2 separate regions of the Arachis hypogaea genome follow, and region 1 is linked to region 2. Evidence: chromatin contacts called from public Hi-C data. All regions are on one chromosome and are shown on one strand. Each heading gives the region's core, a stretch centred on a gene start, on an enhancer-like site or on the middle of the called end of the contact. The rest is flanking DNA. Distances are from core to core; before and after follow the strand shown. Region 1 holds the start of LOC112783827 (signal peptide peptidase). Region 2 holds the start of LOC112783016 (sulfite exporter TauE/SafE family protein 3).

The links. Hi-C and Micro-C count contacts between places; a contact is called where the count stands out from the background.
Region 1: a contact with region 2 is called in a Hi-C map of leaf, with 1.8 times the contacts expected there. The contact joins the promoter of LOC112783827 here to the promoter of LOC112783016 in region 2. A contact is called at or near these places in 2 of 8 Hi-C or Micro-C datasets (both in leaf).

The regions. Positions count from the first base shown.
Region 1 is chr20:125,233,338-125,240,266 of arahy.Tifrunner.gnm2.J5K5, reverse strand. It overlaps LOC112783827 (signal peptide peptidase), which reads left to right and starts at 1,621. Exons shown (of 12, transcript XM_025826898.3): 1 at 1,621-1,846; 2 at 1,983-2,088; 3 at 2,409-2,524; 4 at 2,636-2,787; 5 at 2,890-2,975; 6 at 3,472-3,599; 7 at 3,758-3,808; 8 at 4,124-4,210; 9 at 4,338-4,407; 10 at 5,616-5,752; 11 at 5,928-6,005; 12 at 6,649-6,912. The coding sequence starts at 2,049. The coding sequence ends at 6,732.
Region 2 is chr20:125,035,873-125,042,349 of arahy.Tifrunner.gnm2.J5K5, reverse strand. It overlaps LOC112783016 (sulfite exporter TauE/SafE family protein 3), which reads left to right and starts at 2,373. Exons shown (of 13, transcript XM_025825746.3): 1 at 2,373-2,573; 2 at 2,892-3,205; 3 at 3,714-3,873; 4 at 4,236-4,436; 5 at 4,524-4,588; 6 at 4,806-4,833; 7 at 5,027-5,103; 8 at 5,181-5,267; 9 at 5,533-5,586; 10 at 5,737-5,958; 11 at 6,121-6,214; 12 at 6,461-6,477. The coding sequence starts at 2,981.

The DNA of each region.
Region 1 (6,929 bases), core at 372-2,871, 200 kb before region 2:
CTAAACCCTAAGAAAATTGAGAGAAAAATCTAACCTAAAACTATCTAAAACTATCCTAAGTTTGTTGTGTAATGTATGGTGTTGTATGGTGTTGCTAGCCCTTCTTATATGCTTCAAAACCTTTTAGAAATGGGTCTGGAAACCTTCCAATTCGCGAGCCACGTGACTTTTTAAAGAAATCACGCGCTGGTACTTATGCGTACGTACAGAATGTTGTGCGTACGTACACATGACTGTGTACTTTTCCTTTATTTTCTTTATATTTTCTCTCAATTGCATGCTTATCTTCCACTTTTATCAAGTCATTCATGCCTATTACATCTTAAATCACTTATAAAAAATATCAAAGCATGGAATGGAATAAAAGTGGAATAAAATTGATTAAATTAAGTACAAAATAGCATGTTTTCACAATTAAATATAATTTAAAGAGAAAATACAAAAGTATGCTATTTAGATGAATAAATATGAATCTATATAAAATCCATTCAAATCAATCCAAAATTTATCATCTTCATCACGACTCATCTTTTATATATTAAATAGATAGATAGATATTCGTTTCTAATATATTACCATATTTGCTAAAAGATTTATTTCCTGCAATATATGTAATAAATTTTTACAAAATAATATCTTAAAAATATAAATAAAATCAAATATAAAACAGCTGAAATGGAGTAAATTAACAATAGAATATGTGGTCAAATCAGAGCCGTTAAAACATTTTTATTAGAATTGTCAAATTCATTTATTTTTGTCAAAAGATAGAATCCCCCTCTTTCTCTTCTCATTAGTGTAGTCAAATTATTAACCAAGTTTCCAAAATGAAAAATTCCAGTAGTTGTAGTCACTTAATAATGTAATAATCCACTTGCCATGTTGTTATTGGTTAGAACACCTCAACTGACGTGGTTCATTCGGTTTCCCACTTTTCTTAAACTCAAGCAGCCAAAAACCGAAACTTTATTTTATAAGAAAACACTTTGGTCTTTTTGAATAAATTCTTTACTTTAATTTTGGTATATTCACAATGTAAATTATAGACTATTTTACACTAACACATAACTATTTAATTATATTTTTTTATTATTATTTACACATTACCTGTAAACGTCAATTAGTTTTATTAACATGACAATATATAATTAAATGTATTTGTAGTTTTTTATATTCTTAATATATTAAAATTAAATTTTAATTTTTTTACTTTCTGAAGTATTTGAAAATCATTCTGATCTCACAGATTTTTTTTTTCTTCTTGAAAGAATTAGTTTATTAGTTTATTTTATAATTAATCATTTTATAATAAAATTCACATCCATTTCACATAGTTTATTCAATCTAAAATTAATGAAATTTCACATCCATTTCTCATATTTTATCAATCGGCAACCGCCCTGCTCCTTTCCTTGGTCCCTTACTCTGATTCTCTGAAAGCTAATCTAATCTAATTTAAATTTATTAAATATTAAATAAATAAACAATAATATTACGTATAAATTAAAAATTAATCATTATATATATATATATATTATTTAATTTATTTTTAATATATATTTTATATTTTAATATATATTTTATTTAGATTGTTAACTTAGTAGTTGTATAATAAAATGTGTATATTTATTTATTTATTTATTGAGTTCTGTTTGGTGAAAAGAGGGATGAAACTTGAAAGTATCTCTAATCCACCGTTTCATTGAAAATGGCTTGCCCTCTCTAAAATATCTAAATTTCTCAATTAACCCTCTTTTTTCTTCATTTCTCTTTGTTTTACTACTTTAAACCCTAATCCTTCCCTTTCTCCGATCCGCTACTCTATTTTGTGCCTCACCGATTCAAGGTTCATTTCACTCCCAACCATATCAATATTCAATTTTTAATTATATTTTTTTTCCATCCATTATTTGGGGTGAACCCGTTTCCAATTGATCCCTTGCGGGGTTTTGATTTTTTTTTCTTTAAATTCTTGGTCGCAGGGTAGTCCCATTCTCGCTACGGTTGACTTCACTAGATCTAGAATTGTTAAAGAGAAATTTAACAATATGAAGAACACGGAGCGGGTTGCGTTTTTGGCTTTAGCAGGTTTGCTTTTTATATTCTTTTTCATTCTTTTAGTGAAATTCAAGGTTTCTTGTTTCAGTTTATAGTATTAACGAGCATTATGAGAACTATAGTTCAAAGCATTTCCTGTTTTGTATGAAATTGGGTGGGTTTTGTTTTGAGAAAGGTCTCAAATTTTACTATTTAGATTAGTGTATGATATGGTTTGGTATGATATGGAATGTTAATGTGCTTGTTTAGTGAAATGTTGATAATGCTAATATGAAATTCTTGTGTGGTTCCATTGCTGTTCCTTGAATGCTGATCACTATACATTAATGGCATTTTATTTGTCATGGCAGGGTTAACCTTAGCACCGCTTGCTGTGAAAGTAGATCCGAATTTGAATGTCATTTTGACTGCTTGCCTCACTGTGTTTGTGGGTTGTTACCGTTCTGTCAAACCGACTCCTCCAACTGTAAGTAGTTTTCTTTTTTTGTTAATGCCAATTCTATGCTCTGCATTACTTTTTGTGGCTCAAGATTTAGACCTTCGACTTCTCTGATTCGCACTGGGTATGATTATGCAGGAGACAATGTCCAATGAACATGCGATGCGATTTCCTTTTGTTGGGAGTGCAATGTTACTGTCCCTTTTCTTACTCTTCAAGTTTCTCTCCAAGGACTTGGTGAACGCTGTATTGACAGCCTACTTTATTGTGCTCGGGATTGTTGCATTATCGTATGTTCTTTTCCTTTTGTCCAGTGTACTTGCTTATATGGTCAACAGTCGTTTTGGATATATTTGCTGCTTATTAGACATTTGCTTTTATAATCTCTACAGGGCAACACTATTACCATCTATCAAACGGTATCTGCCAAAGAAGTGGAACGAGGATGTCATAGTCTGGCGCTTCCCATATTTTCGATGTATTTGACATGATGCCTGCCTCCTTAATGACTGCTGTGTTTTTTCCATAATATTAGAATTGATGACTGTTTTGATGCTGTGATGTATATCTATACTATGGATAAGATGTTTAACCAAGTAATAAACATAAATATACTAATTTATTCAGATATCATGTGTTCGCATAATAATTAGAAGGGTGTTATGCTCTGATTAGATTAAATACTCTTGATGGTGGTTTAGCTTTTTGCTTACTAAAGAATTCTTCTATTTGATTTTACTTTTATGTTCTGTACGATTAATATGATCATTAATCATTGACTGGTGACAGAGCTTACTACCTACATTGTTGCTTTCTTTATGTGTTGTTTAGTATATTGTGATGATGATGATATGATTATACACTTTCATTATGGTGTTTTTGCTGCTGCTAGCTGCTTGCTGCATTTGATTGGGATGACCTTATCTGCTTCTATCTTGCAGAATGATGTTTTTACTTTCTCCTTTCTTACACAGCTCTGGAGATTGAGTTTACAAGATCACAGATTGTTGCTGCTATCCCTGGCACGTTCTTTTGTGTGTGGTATGCTTTGAGGAAGCATTGGCTGGCAAATAATATACTGGGTCTTGCTTTCTGTATTCAGGTTTGATTCTTCATTCCTTAGATTGACAGGCTTGATGAAGAAAATTAAATAAGTCCATTGCTTATCTTATTATGGTTGTCTGTAAAATTGAATTTCAGTTTTGTTAGTGCTTACTACATGGTAATTGATACCATTGGTTCCATCTCTAATGTTTCCAGGGAATTGAAATGTTATCTCTAGGATCTTTCAAAACTGGTGCTATTCTCTTGGTAGGTTATTTTTCTTTTCTCCAAGTAATTGATGTAAGTTTTATTATTATTTGTGGAGAATTTTTCTCTTCCCCTTGTTTTGATTTAAATAAAATAAAATATGAAGGGCCTCCATCTTGATTGAAAATAACATCTCTCTCCCTCCCTCCAGTTCATTCTGATATTTGCAATCTAATTTAAGCTTGTAAATATTTTGAATTGAAAATAATATATTTTATTCCATGCTGATATAATTAGATCTTTGATGATTTTTTAGAAGATAAATTATATGCTTTCATTTTTATCTCTTTTTTACTGTATACGTGTATTTTGCAGGCCGGTCTATTTGTATATGACATCTTCTGGGTTTTCTTCACTCCTGTTATGGTCAGCGTTGCAAAATCTTTTGATGCTCCAATAAAGGTTAAAACCTTACTGAATTGGAAACTTCTGTTTATCCATCTTCATTTGAATTTTTATAGTGTAATGTCACTCAAATCTTTAATCAACTGAGTTTCTTCCTGATTTATAGTTCTGTTATTCTTCACAGCTTCTGTTCCCCACAGCAGATTCTGCAAGGCCGTTTTCAATGCTTGGGCTTGGTGATATTGTTATCCCTGGTAGGATCAGTCTTCTTCTCTACACAGTTCATTTTATGAAATTGTGCCGTAATGATTAGTGCGGTTCAAAGTACATATCTGGTATTAGACTCTCTTACACTATGTCTGTACCTTTTCTGGGAGAACGAGATGGAATTGAATACCAAATGATATTGGCAATTTTCTGGGAGGCCCATGGTACATAAAATCCCCATGAATTTGCTAAGCCAGGTGTGAGTAAGCCTGTGCCTTGACTGGCACTTTAGGGGCTGATTGGTTTATTAAGTGTTTTCATTTCCATTTTCGATGAAAATGAAAATAAGACATGAAAATATGAGTGATTAAACATTTTAAAAATATTTTCAACGGAAGCATTTTCAAAAAAAAAAAAAAACATAACAAAGTAAAAAAAAAAGGCTATTTTCATGTTTTCAGTCTTTTCAGTTTTAACTTTTGAAAACGTTTTCAAACCAAAACACGGTGTTTTTTATTTTGGGACAAAGGTTCGAATCTCTCTACTCGTCTTTATATGTTTACTTCAATAAATTTTGATATTAATTAATTGATTCGTTTGGTGGAAAACCAATTTTAGTTTCGATTTTTTTTTGTTTCAATTGATGTTTTTTATTGTTATATAGTGCCATAGGAAATATAAAACCAACTATATATATATATATATATAAGAGATACCAAATTTTTCTAAAATAGTATAATAAGATAGTAATTTATTTCCTATTGATACCGTATAAAAATTAATTGTTAATTTAATAAAAAAATTAAATAACTAAAATCGTACATTTAATATAAAAATATAGTTTTGTGATTTTAAACTATTGAAAATACATTTTGAAAATAAACCAACCAAACATATTTTTATTATTTTCGATACTTAGAAACGAATCTTCTTTTCACAAACTAATCGCGGTTTCTAAAATGTGAAAAGTTGAAAATGAAAACAGAAAACGAAAACAAAAAATATCTTCACAAACCAATCAGCCTCTTAGTAACCACTTGTTTTGGGGATGAAATGATGCAAGAAATCTGCCAGCTTCTTGATTTTGCTGCCATGTTTATTTCAGTTTTTGGGTTATAACTTCAAACTGGACTGGCGATCATTCTTCATAGATTTGTGATTTTCTGTATAATCCATATGTATGTGGAAGTGAGAATTTTTTATGATTGCTGGGCTGTTTCTTCTGTTTGTTTTGATTTTATGTTTCCCCCTTCAGGTATTTTTGTTGCATTGGCTTTGCGGTTTGATGTGTCTAGAGGAAAACAGCCCCAGTATTTCAAGAGTGCATTTTTAGGATACACCATTGGCTTGGTCCTTACAATCGTTGTGATGAATTGGTTTCAGGCTGCACAGGTAATTGATTTGTGGTTTCATTTTTCTATTGTTTTTAATTACTCAATCATTTTAGGCAGAAGCTTGGAGGTATGGAAATATTTGCCTGACTGAGCATTTAGAGCTTATCTTGGATTTTGGATATCAATATCTCAATTTAACGTTTCTCCACTTCATTTTGTACCCCTTTTGTCAGCCTGCTCTTCTGTACATTGTTCCTTGTGTAATTGGATTTTTGGCCGCACATTGCTTATGGAATGGTGAAGTCAAACAGGTTTGTATAATAGGTTTTTTTTTCCCCTTCCTACTCTCTTTTCTTGTATACGTGTTGATCCCTCATCCTTTATGCTTCAAATCTTATTTCAATGATTTATTTTAGTGAGTATAACAATATTCTATTACCATGTCATGTTCTCTCTCTGACCATGGATAATGGGAATAGCATAAGTTTGATTTATCATGGGTTTAAAAACTTTTTGCCTCGACAATAAAGTGCAAGCATTATTGAATTTACTCTAGTTAACTTGTGTCTGCGGCTTAATCTTGTTATGACCTGTTCTTATAGGTCTATACCTCAACACGATACCTTTTGAGCAATGAAATTATTATTATTATTATTATTATTATTATTATTATTATTATTTGGAACTAATTAGAGACAATGATTATGTTTGGCGCATCATGAATTAAGATAATCTAATGGTTAGATTTGAATCACGAGAGTGCGAGTGGTATCCATCATGATCCAAATCCATATCATAAGATTACCTTTTAGAGCATGATGCACAGAATTCAACATGGTGTGTAATGCATCATAGTAATATCCATAATCTTAATTACTTCTTACATGTTAAGATTTGGAGACAGTTCATCCCTTAAGCATAGTAAGAAAGTTTGACTTGTGTGTATGAATGCAGTTGTTGGATTTCAATGAGTCAAAGAGTGCTGATTCATCATCACAGGAGGGGACTGATGCCAAAGCTAGCAAGAAGGTAGAATAGGTTGAGGAGCTTCTATTCCCAATACCCAAATACTTGAAGCTAACTGATTCAGCAGCACCACACCTTTGTAACAGATTGTAATTCACAAGGAAAAGAAAATTAGTCTCTTTTAGTTTCCCATTTAGCTTTTACTTCTTGACTGCCCCCAGTTTTGGGTTTCTATAGCAAACATTTTATAAACCGTTTTGTCCTCTCTC
Region 2 (6,477 bases), core at 1,124-3,623:
TGATCATAAAAGTTTTTTATATATGCTACTAAATTAGCCATTATATATTTGTCAATATTTATATATAACGAATACTAATACATATTTATACATGACGAATACTAATGCGTTCTTTACAAAATAAAAAGTATAGTACTTTTTTAACTGCAAAATTTAAATTTTAAATACTAAATTTTAAACTAAAAATCTGAACTTAAATTTTAAATTTTAAATTCTAAATTTTAAATTTTAAATTTTAAATTTTAAAATTAAAATATTAATATAAAATATAATAAATAAAAGTTAAATTTTATTTAATCAACAAAAAATAAGTACTCTTGATTAAATAAAAATGTCTTTAGACGTGCTTTATATATATATATATATTCACATATTTTTCTAATTGAATAATCAATTATTAAAATAATCAAATCTATCATATTAGAATAAAAATTTGTAATAAATAAATAATTAAAAATATTTGTTTGTAATATAAAATTTGTAATAAATAAATATTTAAAATTTTATACTAAATTTTATATTAGATGTATACTAAAATTAGTAGTTACTAAATATAAATACTAGTATAAAATAATCACCAAAAAAAAAATACATATCTATCTATTCTTCTATTCTATTATATCAAAATTAGGTTTTTATATTTAACGATAGAGCTGACATGACATGTTTTTGAGATTATTTTTTAGATTTATTTTTTTAACTCATTAAATGTAATTTATTATAATAAATTAATTATATCAACAAATTAATTTGATTAGATATTTAAATTATTACAAAATTTATTATAATTTATATAAATATATTTTATTAATATTTTTTAATTTATTTCTTTTAATATTCTGATAGTATTTTCTAATTGATTTTTTTATTTTATTAAATCAAATTAATTATATTATGTGTATTAACTAATTAATTTATTATTCATTAAAATAATAAATCTATGAATAAAATAGGCAACTAAGATATTTTTAACTAATAATTAAATCAAATAAAATCATATGTATTTAGCCAAATTCAAATAATGTGAATCAAGGACTACACTAAAATAAAATAATTTCTTACTTAATTAAATTAAATGCAATAAATATAAATTAATTTTGTTAGATAACTATAGTCTTCTGGTCTTTTATATATAAATAGTCAAACAAAATTATGAGAATCATCATTTTTATCGCTCTTGCTATTTCAGCTCTTCTTTTCTTTTCTTTTTTTTATGCGTAAATTTACTCAAAATGAGAAAACATGGATACGTGTTTTATTGATTGTTTGTTTGATGAATACTATAGTCCGGAATGTCTCAATTTAGGTATTCTATCACTGTCAATAGAAGTTAAACCTGTAGTAATTCAGGATAGTCAGTGTATTTTTTATAGTATTAGATAGAAGAATATTTGTTAAAATAAATATACCCATGGTAATGATTTTTTTTGTTAACCTGTTATATCTTTTACCTAACAAACAATATTCATGTTGAATATATTATTTTTATCACAAGGCATACATGATTTATTGATAATTTTATATAAAAATATTTCTGTAGTAACCAAACACCATATTGTTAACGAGCTAAAGTTGATTCTCTTATGATTATGTCAATGTATAGTACTTTCAGATAAAAACTGATTATATTACATTTGTTTTCAATGAGATAGACTAGCTTTTGAACCTAATTACAGATTGAGTGAGGAAAGTTAAAAAAATATTAGTAATACAAACAAAATTTATTTTTAATACCCAATAATAATACATATATGAATTAAGACTGATATTAATTATCAAAAAAAATTCGGAACGAAAATTTTTTTTGATTTATACCTTAAAAACTAAAATCGTACTTAACTTTTATAATAATTATTATATATATTTTTAGTTTACTTTTTTAATAAAAAATTTTTATATAATTTTATGTATCTTTTCCATACAAAACACAAAAACATAAACTAGTTCAAATATAAAATACATATTATAAATAAATTAAACAATATATATATATATAACAGATTAATTTTAATGATTAATTTTAATATTAAAAATATTATTTTTAAATTCTATATATATATTTTATTATTTATAAATAGTGACTAATTTTTTATATATCTATAAATAATAATAATAATAATAATAATAACAACCACCACAATAATAATGACCTTTTATATATGGTAGAAATTAGAAAATAGTCTCTTAAAAAGATGTAAATAATTATATAATATTTTACAATAAAACATTAAAACTACATCAAAATTAAATTCAACTCCGGTACCTATAAGTTTTTTATTTATTTTTTCCTCCTTGGTTGATCTCTTTAGTACTATTCTTACCAATCCAAAAAAAAAAAAAAAATCTTTATAAATACGTTGTTGCTAGTTCCAAACTTACAATAATTATTCACAAGTTCATATTTTTGAAGAGAGAGAAAGAAACTAACGAAAAAAAAAGAAAAAGAAAAAGAAAAAGGAGCTGTTTTTCGTCACCTCGCCAAAACTCACTGCAAAATTTGTTGTTGTGTCGAGTTCCCATCAACGCTTCAATCTTGAGCTCAATCGTTGTTTTGTTCTCTTCCCAATCAACAAGTACTCATTGTTTTTTCGTATCTGCGTTGTTACTATCTTTGATTCTGATTCTGTTCCTTCACGCCAAAGTGAACTCCTTGGAAGTTTGCTCATTCAATTTTAATTTAATTCTTCGCCCCTCTTTTCTACAATATAATCATTTATTTAAGCCATAGACGCATACATCAAATTAAAATAAACTCTTTCTTATAATCGTCAATTGCTTGCCTTAACTGACTTGCTAGCTGTCAAATTCTGTTTATCTTAGAAAATTAGCACAGATTTGATCACAGAAACGTGAAATATTTTACCCCATATAGTTCTTTTTAATACTATAAGGTGGTGAAGATTCAAACTTTCTTTTGAAGAGAAAGAGTAGAAAAGGAAGGAGTTGTGTTGAAGAAAAAAAAAGTGAGAAAAAATTGATTATGGCTGAGTTTGGAGGAAGATGGTTGAAGGGTGTTGTGGGAATGGGATCCATATGGATGTTGTTGCTGTGTTTTGCATCTGTTATGGTGTTTGTTTCTGGTGAAAGGATGATGAAGATGGAAGTTCCATGGTTCAATGTTACTCAACAAGATCAGAGTTTCCTGAACATAGCTGTGAATTTCTTATGGCAAGCTAATGAATCAGGTTATCAACATGTGTGGCCGGTAATTAAGCTCTTTATCCTTTTGCTTTTTCTTTTCTTTTTTCCTCACTTGATTTGTGTGTCTGATATTGTTTAATCTTCCAAAGGCGAAAAGAGATTTGGTGTTGTTTTGTTCAGTTTTTTAAGTCTTCTTTTTCAGTTTTAACTCTCATGGTGAGTAGTGAATGGTATACAAGTTCAACAACCTTTTTGAATTCTTTGATTTTTTTTGGCTGACCCTTTTAAATGTATTTTGGGATTCAAAAAAGAGTTTTTTTATTATTATTATTTTCAAATTGGTAGTGCAGTTATGTTATGTAGCAGCTTTGGCTAAAAAAAAGTGCTGCTAGAATTTATTGAATTTATTGTGATTGCTGATGTGTTGATGTAAAGTTCATTTTTTCTATTGTATTATAATTATTATTATTATTATTATTATTATTATTATTATTATTATTATTATTATTATTATTCTGTGTCGGGGAAGTTTATAAATGGATGTTAATATATCTTTATTATAATATGTGCAGGATATGGAATTCGGGTGGAGAATTGTGCTTGGTAGCTTTATTGGATTTTGTGGAGCTGCATTTGGAAGCGTAGGTGGTGTTGGTGGAGGTGGCATATTTGTTCCCATGCTTAGTCTCATCATTGGTTTTGATCCAAAATCATCAACTGCTATCTCAAAATGTAAGACAAAAGCACACATAATAATAAATTTGATGATCACCATTCTGCTATAAATTTCTCATTTGAGTTTGTTTATGCCAGATAGTGTTTAGGTGTACTAGCTGATTTGGCTCAGAAAATTTTAATCTCAAGATTTCTGCTGTTATTTTTCATGAGTTATTTTAGTAGTTGCAGGAAGAGAATAATAAAAACTTGGGGTCATTTTTTATTCATTTTTTTAATGTGAAAATGGTGTGAAAGCTCATAGACTAAATTTATCACTAACATTGTATTATAATAGTTTTACATTTCAAATAAAAGAATTGCAATTCCCATGAGTCCAATTATCTTCAATTATAAGCCAATTTTGTTTTTGTTTTCAGGTATGATCATGGGAGCAGCTTTGTCAACTGTTTACTACAACCTTAGACTAAGGCATCCAACATTGGATATGCCTATAATTGACTATGATTTGGCACTTCTCATTCAACCAATGCTGATGCTTGGAATCAGCATTGGAGTGACCTTCAATGTTCTTTTCCCTGATTGGATGGTCACTATACTGCTTATTGTTATCTTTGTAGGTAATGATGAATCTTAACACTGACTACAATTTAGGCTTTCTCCTCGTTCTTACAGTTCTTACTGATCTTTGATGTGGTTTTTTGCAGTTACATCAACCAAGGCATTCTTTAAGGGTGTGGAAACTTGGAAGAAGGAAACCATAATGAAAAAGGTCTCGTTAAAATTTTTATTCATATATAGTTTTCGGTGCTCCTCATTTTAATTATTGTTAGTAAATCTGTTTATTACAAACACTCAATTATGGATGCTTTCTGATAAATTTGTAATAATGATATTTTCAGTGTTTAATTTGGTGTCAATAATGTAGTGCTAGATTGCTAATTACTCGTTGCTCACTTCTTAACTTGTCTTGTTTAATTGTTGTTTAGGAAGCTGCTCAGCGACAAGAGACAAATGGTGAGTTTGGAAATCTTGTATTATGTACCTAAACACTCTCCTTTTGGCTTTAAATAACTGTCCATTTGGATATACTAATCCATTAAAACTTAATAGTTCAACTTGGCTTTGTTCATGATAATTGAACTTTTGATGTACTATTATCTTGGATCATTTTCTCATGTCAAGGTTTATACAACTTTCTTTGTGATAGGTTCTGGTGCTGAAGCAGAGTACAAACCTCTTCCTGCCGGGCCAAATGGTGGCACAGCAAAGAAGGAGGAACACCAGGTGACTGATGTCATTATTTTTCGGCTGGTTCTAATTGAACAAAATGAATTTCATGTCTAACAATTCAGACTTTGCAGGTGACTATTATTGAAAATATATACTGGAAGGAGTTGGGATTACTTCTATTTGTTTGGTTTTCATTTCTTGCACTACAGATTATCAAGGTTTGTACAACTAAGAATCAATTATACACTTCAAGATTCAATTTTGGCTATTTTTGTGTATGAAAGTTACTAGGTCTCAGATTCAATTCTAGTCTCAAGAATTGCTTCTAGCAAAAGTGACTCTTTCGCTTTCTGTCGGATCATTTTTAGGGAAACTAAGAAACATAAATCACTTTTAATAAAACTTAATTCTAACTGAAAATCAATTCTAGAAAAGCAAAACTAAACACACACTAATCCAATACTTCCATTCTTCAATTAACAGGAATACTATACAACTACTTGTTCAACAGCATACTGGGTGCTGAACATTCTACAGGTAATTCTGCTCATGGTGTTCCTCCATAGCATTAACCTTATTCGAGTCTTTTCGGCTTTACTCGAATGCACACGACGTACCATTACTCCATTAGCACAAAACAAAATTTTCAAAAGATAATACAATGCATAATATTTTCATCTTTAACAGATTCCGGTGTCAGTTGGGGTAACTGCTTATGAGGCAAGTGGCTTATTTAGCGGGCGTAGAGTAATCTCTTCGACCGGAGATGAAGAGAAAAATTTCACTGTTCTTCAGCTGTTTATATATTGCGTCTTCGGTTTACTGGCTGGAGTAGTTGGCGGCTTGCTGGGACTTGGAGGAGGATTTGTTATGGGACCACTGTTTTTGGAGTTGGGAGTCCCACCTCAGGTGAGTTTCCTGTTGCACTAATATTATGAATCTTGTCACATTTTGGTTAAAGAATCATTGTCATATTGTCAAAATTGGTACCTAAAAACATCTATGTATCTTGACAAATTATATGGTAATTTGAACTTATGGTATTGACTAGATTCAATATCTTGTGTTTAGGTGTCAAGCGCCACTGCCACCTTCGCCATGATCTTCTCCTCATCCATGTCTGTTATAGAATACTACTTGTTGAAGCGTTTCCCGGTTCCTTATGGTTAGTTCCCGAGAATATTCTTTAGTACCCTGCATTTAGCCTTTGCGAGTCGGGCGAGTCGGGCATTAGAGGAGAAAGAAGGGTTTGACTTTGACAAGTAAAATGTTATTCCAATTTACTGGTCAAGCCATTCTCTTCCCTCCTTTTTCCTCTAAGATCTCGACTCGCGAACGCACTCTTAATTTTCAGTTTTATCACTTAACGGGTGGATTATGATGCATGTGCTTTTCACAAAATGCTGTACAGCTGCATACTTGACTCTG